Regions from separate parts of the Mus musculus genome. Here region 2 is linked to region 1. A link is a contact called in public HiChIP or PLAC-seq data. All regions are on one chromosome and are shown on one strand. Each heading gives the region's core, a stretch centred on a gene start, on an enhancer-like site or on the middle of the called end of the contact. The rest is flanking DNA. Distances are from core to core; before and after follow the strand shown.

What was found. HiChIP or PLAC-seq counts read pairs in DNA pulled down with a chosen protein or histone mark.
Region 2: a contact with region 1 is called in an HNF4G HiChIP or PLAC-seq map of pancreatic cancer cells. The contact joins two enhancer-like sites. A contact is called at or near these places in 3 of 484 Hi-C or Micro-C datasets (the Ba/F3 cell line and the G1E-ER4 cell line), 2 of 115 datasets of contacts at active chromatin or transcription factors (embryonic stem cells and pancreatic cancer cells) and 3 of 9 other capture datasets (adipose tissue, embryonic stem cells and pancreatic islet).

The regions. Positions count from the first base shown.
Region 1 is chr6:122,563,219-122,566,788 of GRCm38.p6, reverse strand. It overlaps Aicda (activation-induced cytidine deaminase), which reads right to left. Exons shown (of 5, transcript NM_009645.2): 5 at 2,609-3,570. It also overlaps the pseudogene Gm8459. Among named protein-coding and RNA genes, the nearest start is that of Aicda, 11 kb to the right of the region's middle. Within about 2 kb of position 1,503, at least 26 of the 459 cell types and tissues checked have an H3K27ac peak or open chromatin away from gene starts, as enhancers often do. A contact at or near this core is called in pancreatic cancer cells, where this site is marked.
Region 2 is chr6:122,781,115-122,784,470 of GRCm38.p6, reverse strand. It overlaps a transcript of Slc2a3 not described here. Among named protein-coding and RNA genes, the nearest start is that of Foxj2, 37 kb to the left of the region's middle. Within about 2 kb of position 2,045, at least 25 of the 459 cell types and tissues checked have an H3K27ac peak or open chromatin away from gene starts, as enhancers often do. A contact at or near this core is called in pancreatic cancer cells, where this site is marked.

The DNA.
Region 1 (3,570 bases), core at 254-2,753:
GACATTGTCAGCCCTACTGGACGCAAGAACATCAATGCTGGCAGACACAAGCTTGGCTTAGGACTAGAATTTCAAGCATAAATGAATATTGTAAAATCGTTAATTTTGAACTATTTTGCAACATAGCTACCAATTTAGTGGACTTTTAATATTGTATGTTGGGGATGCGAGAGTTGATGAATGCCTCTCCAGGCTAAGGATGACTCAGCTTTAAGGTGTTTACCATTTCAGAGGTACAGCAGAAACCCCATTCCAGAAAGGGTCCTTTCTAGCTGTAGGTGTGGGTTGGGGCTTGGGGAGGAGCCTCTAGAGATGCCAGGCTGCAAATGGAAGCTGGGAATGTGTGGACCCTTTGTAAATCTGTATCCAGTCCCCAGATGAAATTGTGACTTCCCAAGCATTGAACCCTGGTGTCCCGATCCTATCTGCTCAGAAGTACGTACACACCTTCGTGAAAGGAACATTTTTTTAGACAGATCATCATACCCTGTTCCCATCCTAGCCCATCAGTTACCTGTTTTACACCAAAAGTAGTCTTTAGGTGTGGTATTTTCTTTTGTGCCATTTTAGGGTGGAGAGGGTGGGCAAGATGGAGTCAGTCAATCAGGACTTAATTCTTCCTTGTGTTGTGTGTGTGTTTTTCTTCCTCCTTTTTGTTTTTTTAAAATTTCTCCCCCCCCCCCCCCCCCCATTGCACCAGAGTATGAAATAGCTTCCGGGTTCTCTGGCTCTGATCTGGGCAGGTGATTGTGGTCACACTCTGACAACACTAGGGGTCTAAACTGACTCCTCTTGTAGACTTACCATTATTATTATTATTTTTTTTTTAGCAGTTTAATGGGTACATTATAGAGTCTTCCATTTTGAGTGGAATTAGCTCCTCCCCTTCAAACGCTGTAATTAACATCACTTAAAATAAAACTTGAGAAAAATACTGAAATCTCAAAACGAAGCAAAACCAAAAAAGGGAACAGTCATCATTATCACTACTACAGAGAGAGCATTGGTAAAATGAAATACAAATTGTGGAATATGAGCTGGCAAGATGGCTCACTGTGCAACAACAGTGCACAACAGTGGTTAGAATGACAAATGTCCCCATAGGCTCAGATATTCAAAGTCGGTTCTAGGTAGGTGGCGCTGTTTTGGGGTGTTCAGGAAGTGCAGCCTGGCTGAGGGAGCACATCACTTGTGGGCTTTAACTTCCAGTTTCCCTCTCTGCTTGGCACTCGCTGTTAAAGATGTGATCTCCCAGCTTCCTGCTCCTCACGTCATGCCTGACACTTGAAGCCATGCCTCCACCCCACAGTGATGGCTTCGTTCTCAGTGGCATAAGCCAAGATACACACGCTCTCTTCCTTAGGTTGCCCTTGGTCATGGTGTTTTAATCACAACAACAGCAAAAGTAACTAACACACACTCACACTAATACACACACTCAAATGAATTAGTTAACATTGGAAGCCAGTTCAGTAGACAGAGCAGCGGGTGTTGGTGACTCAGAGTTTTGTGTACCAATGGTTTCCAGGAAATACTGGACATATTGCTCACTGCAGAGAAGGGGGTATATGCTATGGGATGCCATGAGAATTCCCAGTTAGAACCAGTTCTAGAGTTTGGGCTTTGGTTATGTGGTAGGAAAGGAGGGTGTGTTGTGGGCAATGTGAACCCTCTGGCTGGGCTTATGAATAAGCTCGTGTTTAGGAAATGCGCCTAGGACAGTGTTGTGGATAGCCCTGGGGCTAATTATACCCCCAAACCTTAGAAACCGCAAGTTCTAAAGGGTCTCATAGATGGAGAAGATGGTAGTGCAGCGGTAGATCTGCCCAATCTAGGCGCACAGCATGTATTCATATTAATTGAGTTGTGTTTTCATTGCCAGGGCATATTTGGGTGGAGATTTACTGCAACTACTACTGATCTTCTTGTCTCAGCCTCCCGAGTAGGGGACAGGCAGGTGTCACCATGTGGACTGCACTCTTTGCACCTGATGTCAGATTGCCCCAGCAGGGTTTGCTGACTCAGTACACCTTGGACCTTTATCTGAAATCAGTTGGTCATAGCTGAGTGGGTTAATTTCTGGACTCTCAATTCAATTCTATTTCATCAGGTATTTATTTCTCTAAGGCAGGCTCTCTCTGTGTGGCTATCTGCGGAGCACTCTGTCTAGATCAGGCTGACCTCAAACCCACAGAGAGCCTCCTGCCTCCATCTTTCCAATGCTGGGGGTTAAATACATGCGCCACCTTCCCTGTGATCTGTATGACTTTAATATATAAATGCTTTTTCCCGACATCATTTTATTCAGTAGTTCATCTCCAAAACTTTCACATTTTAATCTCGAATTCAGTTGATTTAAAATAAGCCAGGATGAACTTGCTGCACGCAGGGTGGGGGTTGGGGGTGGGGGTGGGGGTGGGGGTGGGGGTGGGAGTTGCTAAAAATCAAGAGCACAGCTGCCGAGCCATAATCATTACGATTTTGGATGATCACAATGACGAGTGCAGATATATAGTAATCTCTAAAGTTTCAAATTTATGAAACTTCAGGCACCCACTTTAATATTTCAGAATAGATGCCACGCAGCAACATAAAAAACAGGGATAGATGCAGGAAGGAATGGATGATCTTTATTTTTTTCTCCTCTTCCTCAGCAACTTACATACAATAAATAACGGTCGTGTATACAGGATTTCTTGTGGGCCTTTTAATTGCATTATAATGGCGACTGGGTGATAATTGCACAGGGATATTTTTTTCTAATATTTTTCTCATTAGCAAAGATCGTTGTTAGGGAGACCAGACATAAAGAGGGACAAACTGGGAGTCTATGTTGGTTTCCTACATTTCGTTGGGCAAAGCGTCATTTCCTTGCCACGGTCTTGCGTCTTGCATTTTTCCCTTGTTAAGTATGATTTACCAGAACCCAATTCTGGCTGTGTTGTTTGAAATAGGGTCTCACCTTACAGCTCAGACTGGCCTCAAATTTACAATCCTCCTGCCTCAGCTTCCTGAATGCTGGAACTATAGGTGAATGCCACTTTCCCTATTTTGCCACCCTCTTACACAGTTAACAATTTGGGGGAGCAGCATCACACACATATAAAAACTAAAAATTCTGTTTAACCGTGTTGGCATCCATCACAGAGAATAAATCACTGCCCCATACTCAAACGACTCCCAGGTACCCATTACTAGAAGTTTCTAAGTCACAGGCTCCTTTAAGTCTTGTTCCCAAGGTCGCAAGGAAAGGAGAGTTGGGACTCGGGGGCAATTTCTGCCGCATTCTGTCTCTGCGCCCTTGCAGAGCTTCCACCGTGTTGGGCCAGAGAATCCGGAGGTTCATCACCTCCGTGGTCCGTCTCAGGCACTATGAGGAGAGCCCGGGGAAGAATTTGCCATTTGTAATGGAAAACGAGTAGCGGTTCCTGGCTATGATAACTATATACTTTGGATCTGGGCGCTTTGCTCCTTTCTCTACAGCAAGGCACCAGTTAGTTAAGAAATAAGGATGTTTGATCCCTTTAACAGAATTACTGATGTTTAAGGGACGCGATCTGAAAATTGGGT
Region 2 (3,356 bases), core at 796-3,295, 220 kb before region 1:
ATCTGTTCTCCACTCCCAACTTCATGTGGGTTCTGGGAATCAAATTCAGGTTGGCATGCTTCCACAGCGAGTACCTTTAACTCCTGACCCATCTCTCCAGTCCTCAACCATCTTAAGTTTGACCCAGACAGGAACCTCTCTGCCAGGTGATCTTCCTAAAGCTTTAGCATGCGTGAGAGTCGCTTGTAAGACTTGTTGCAGGTGTCTTGGCCTTACCCTGTCAAGAGTCTGATTCGCCACATCTGGATTGCATATCTCACAGGTGGTGATGTCACACAGGTGGTGATGTCTCACAGGTGGTGATGTCACACAGGTGGTGATGTCACACAGGTGGTGATGTCACACAGGTGGTGATGTCACACAGGTGGTGATGTCACCAGTGCTGGGAAGACAGAGTGAGTAGCAGTGACTAAAACAAGCGCTGTCACTTTGCTACTGTGACAACACCAGTTGCCATAATGCCCTTCCTACAGTGGCTCAGAGATAAAACTCTCCTTTTCCCAAGTAAGCAAAGTAGTGAAAGGAAGTGAGACTGGAGTAAGCCAGGCACGGTCTCCTGCTCCTGCCTCGGGAGTGCAGGGGCTAAAGGCATGCACTACCACCACCAGCTACCAGGCACTTTCTTAAGAAAACCAATAATCAGCTGGGCGTGGTGGCACACGCCTTTAATCCCAGCACAGAGACAGGAGGCAGAGGCAGGCGGATTTCTGAGTTTCAGGCTAGCCTGGTCTACAAAGTGAGTCTCAGAACAGCCAGGGCTATACAGAGAAACCCTGTCTCGAAAAACCAAAAAAAAAAAAAAAAAAAGAAAAGAAAAAGAGAAGAAAACCAATATTGGGGGGGGGCGGGGTATAGGGAACTTTCGGGCTAGCATTTGAAATGTAAATAAAGAAAATATCTAATAAAAAATCTAAAAAAAAGAAAGAAAACCAATTTTAAGGAAGAAAGCAATGGACTGGGCTGTAGACATGTACTTAAGAGCACTCGCTGCTCCTCCAGAGGACCTGGGTCCAGTTCCCAGTACCCACTTCAGAGGTCTCACAAATGCCTATAATTTCAGCTCCCAGCGATCTCATACCTGCTTCTGGCCTCTGCAGGCACCTGCACTAAGATGCACACATGCGTGTGCAACACATACACATACACACACACACACACACTTTAAAATAACATGAATTTTTAAAAATTGTATAATAAGAGCTAGTGATTAGGAGCACTTGTTGCTCTTTCAGAGGACCCAGGTTCAATTCCCAGCATCTTACAAACATCTTTAACTTCTGGGATCCGAAACCCTCTTCTGGCTTACAGGCACCAGGAATACATGTAGTGCACAGACATACACATAGGCACAGCATTCATTCACATAAGATGAACAATAATAAGCTTGTGCCTTTAATCCCAGCAATTGGGAAGCAGAGGCAGGCAGATTTCTGAGTTCAAGGTTAGCCTGGTTTACAAAGTGAGTTCCAGGACAGCCAGGGCTACACAGAGAAACCCTGTCTCAGAAAAAGAAAGAAGGAAAGAAAGAAAGAAAGAAAGAAAGAAAGAAAGAGAAAGAAAGCAAGCAAATAAAAACGGAAGTTGACATAAATATCTGCAGAAGAGCATAAAGATGGATTGCCTAGTATCTGGGCTGAAAGTCAAAGGGGTTCTCCTCAAAGTGGCACGTCTCCTTACTAGTCAAATATTGCCCCATTGATTTCCCGAGCTAGATCCAAGGAGAAATGTCTTGAGGAAAGTCTGCTGGTAGGATATGCTATTTCCTGACCTCAGGTTTCCTATACTTCTTGAGATTCAGAGCAGTAACAACTCCGTACTTTACACTGTGCACTTTAACGTGTAGTGTTTGATCTCCCCATCAATGCAATCACTTCCATCACTTTATGGATGTCAACATTAAGGACAGCTTGGCCAAGGTCATGCAGTTGGGAATAGAGCTTGCACTTCATACAGCAAATTCTTTTGGCATTCAAAGCTGCCCCATGTAGCCAGTTGCTGGAACTGGAGGGAACTATTGTGTAACTAAACCACAATCACTTAGTGCTCTGTGAATATTACTAGTTCATTTCCTTCCCTGGCTACGTTCCATATGGTCCTACTGCTTTCCCCTCTGCTTGCCTATGCCCTGCCCTGGACACCCTGCTTTGAGTACACAGGCTTTCCAAATCTCTCTTAAGGTGTTATCTGTGGCTCCAACCTGGCTGAGATAAAGGTCAGCACGAGTGGAGCAGCGATATGGAACAATCCAGCCAGCAGATCTGCTGAAATGTTTTCCAAATGTTTGTTCCTACAGGAAGGACAGCAGCCCTCTGCCACGGTGTCACCATGAGCAGGCAGCACATTTTAGAAACGTAGCAGTAGCTTTAAGAATGTGTGTGATATCTCTGTCTCCAGTGCTCTTTCTCTGTCTTGCTCTTTAATTCCACAGTGAACAGGATCAAGAAAGTCCTTTATATAGTAGCTGATGGATAAATGTCTACTGACTAAATACCCCAATGGCAGGTTCTCTGTTTCTCCTACTCTTGTCATGGCTGTGCCTGTGCCTTTTGTTTTCCATCTCTCCCGAGGAAAATGAGAGGAAAATGAAATCATGTGAATTTCTCAGGAAAGCTTACTTGAAAACAGATTTGCATTTTGTTTTCTTTTTTGAGGCAGGGTCTCCCTATATACCCTTAGCTGGTCAGGAATTCAGTATGTAGACCAGGGTACCTTCACAGAGATAGATCTTCCTGCCTCTTTCTTGAGAGTGCTTAAGGCATGCACTACTATGCCCATCACTAAGATATACTTTTTAAAGATTTTGAGAGCTGATATTCTGAGTTTCCTGTCAAATATTTAAGTCTATCGTCATCATCTTATAATAAGCATCTCCTTGGTGGTTTCTATCATGTAGCCCATAATTTTTCTTTTATTTTTATCTTTTTTTTTTTTTGAGACTATGTCTTGCAATATAGCCTATCCTGGCTTGATGTTCACTCTAACCCTTGCTGGCCTCATCTGCTGCTTAAGAGCCTGTGACCCCAGGCTTTACTAGTGATCTTTCTATAGTCCAAGTCTGGACACACTTTTGCTGTGTTAACCTGCCAGGCATCTTAGTCAGCAGACAAAGTCCAAATGCTTGACCTGCCTCCGCTAGCTTGGTTATCGATTTGTGATAAATCTCCCCTTATCTCTCAGCCTCCTTTGCTGCTGGATCACAAAGCTCACCATCCTGTCGAGTCCTGCAAACTCTTGTGACCCAGAAGCCCCTGAGACCCAGAAAGCTGTTTTCTTCCACCCCAGCCTGCCCCACCGCACCCCTTTGTCAGAGTCACTACCGCTGAGCCTGCAGGGTTTTTGCAGTGTGCCTACTTGAA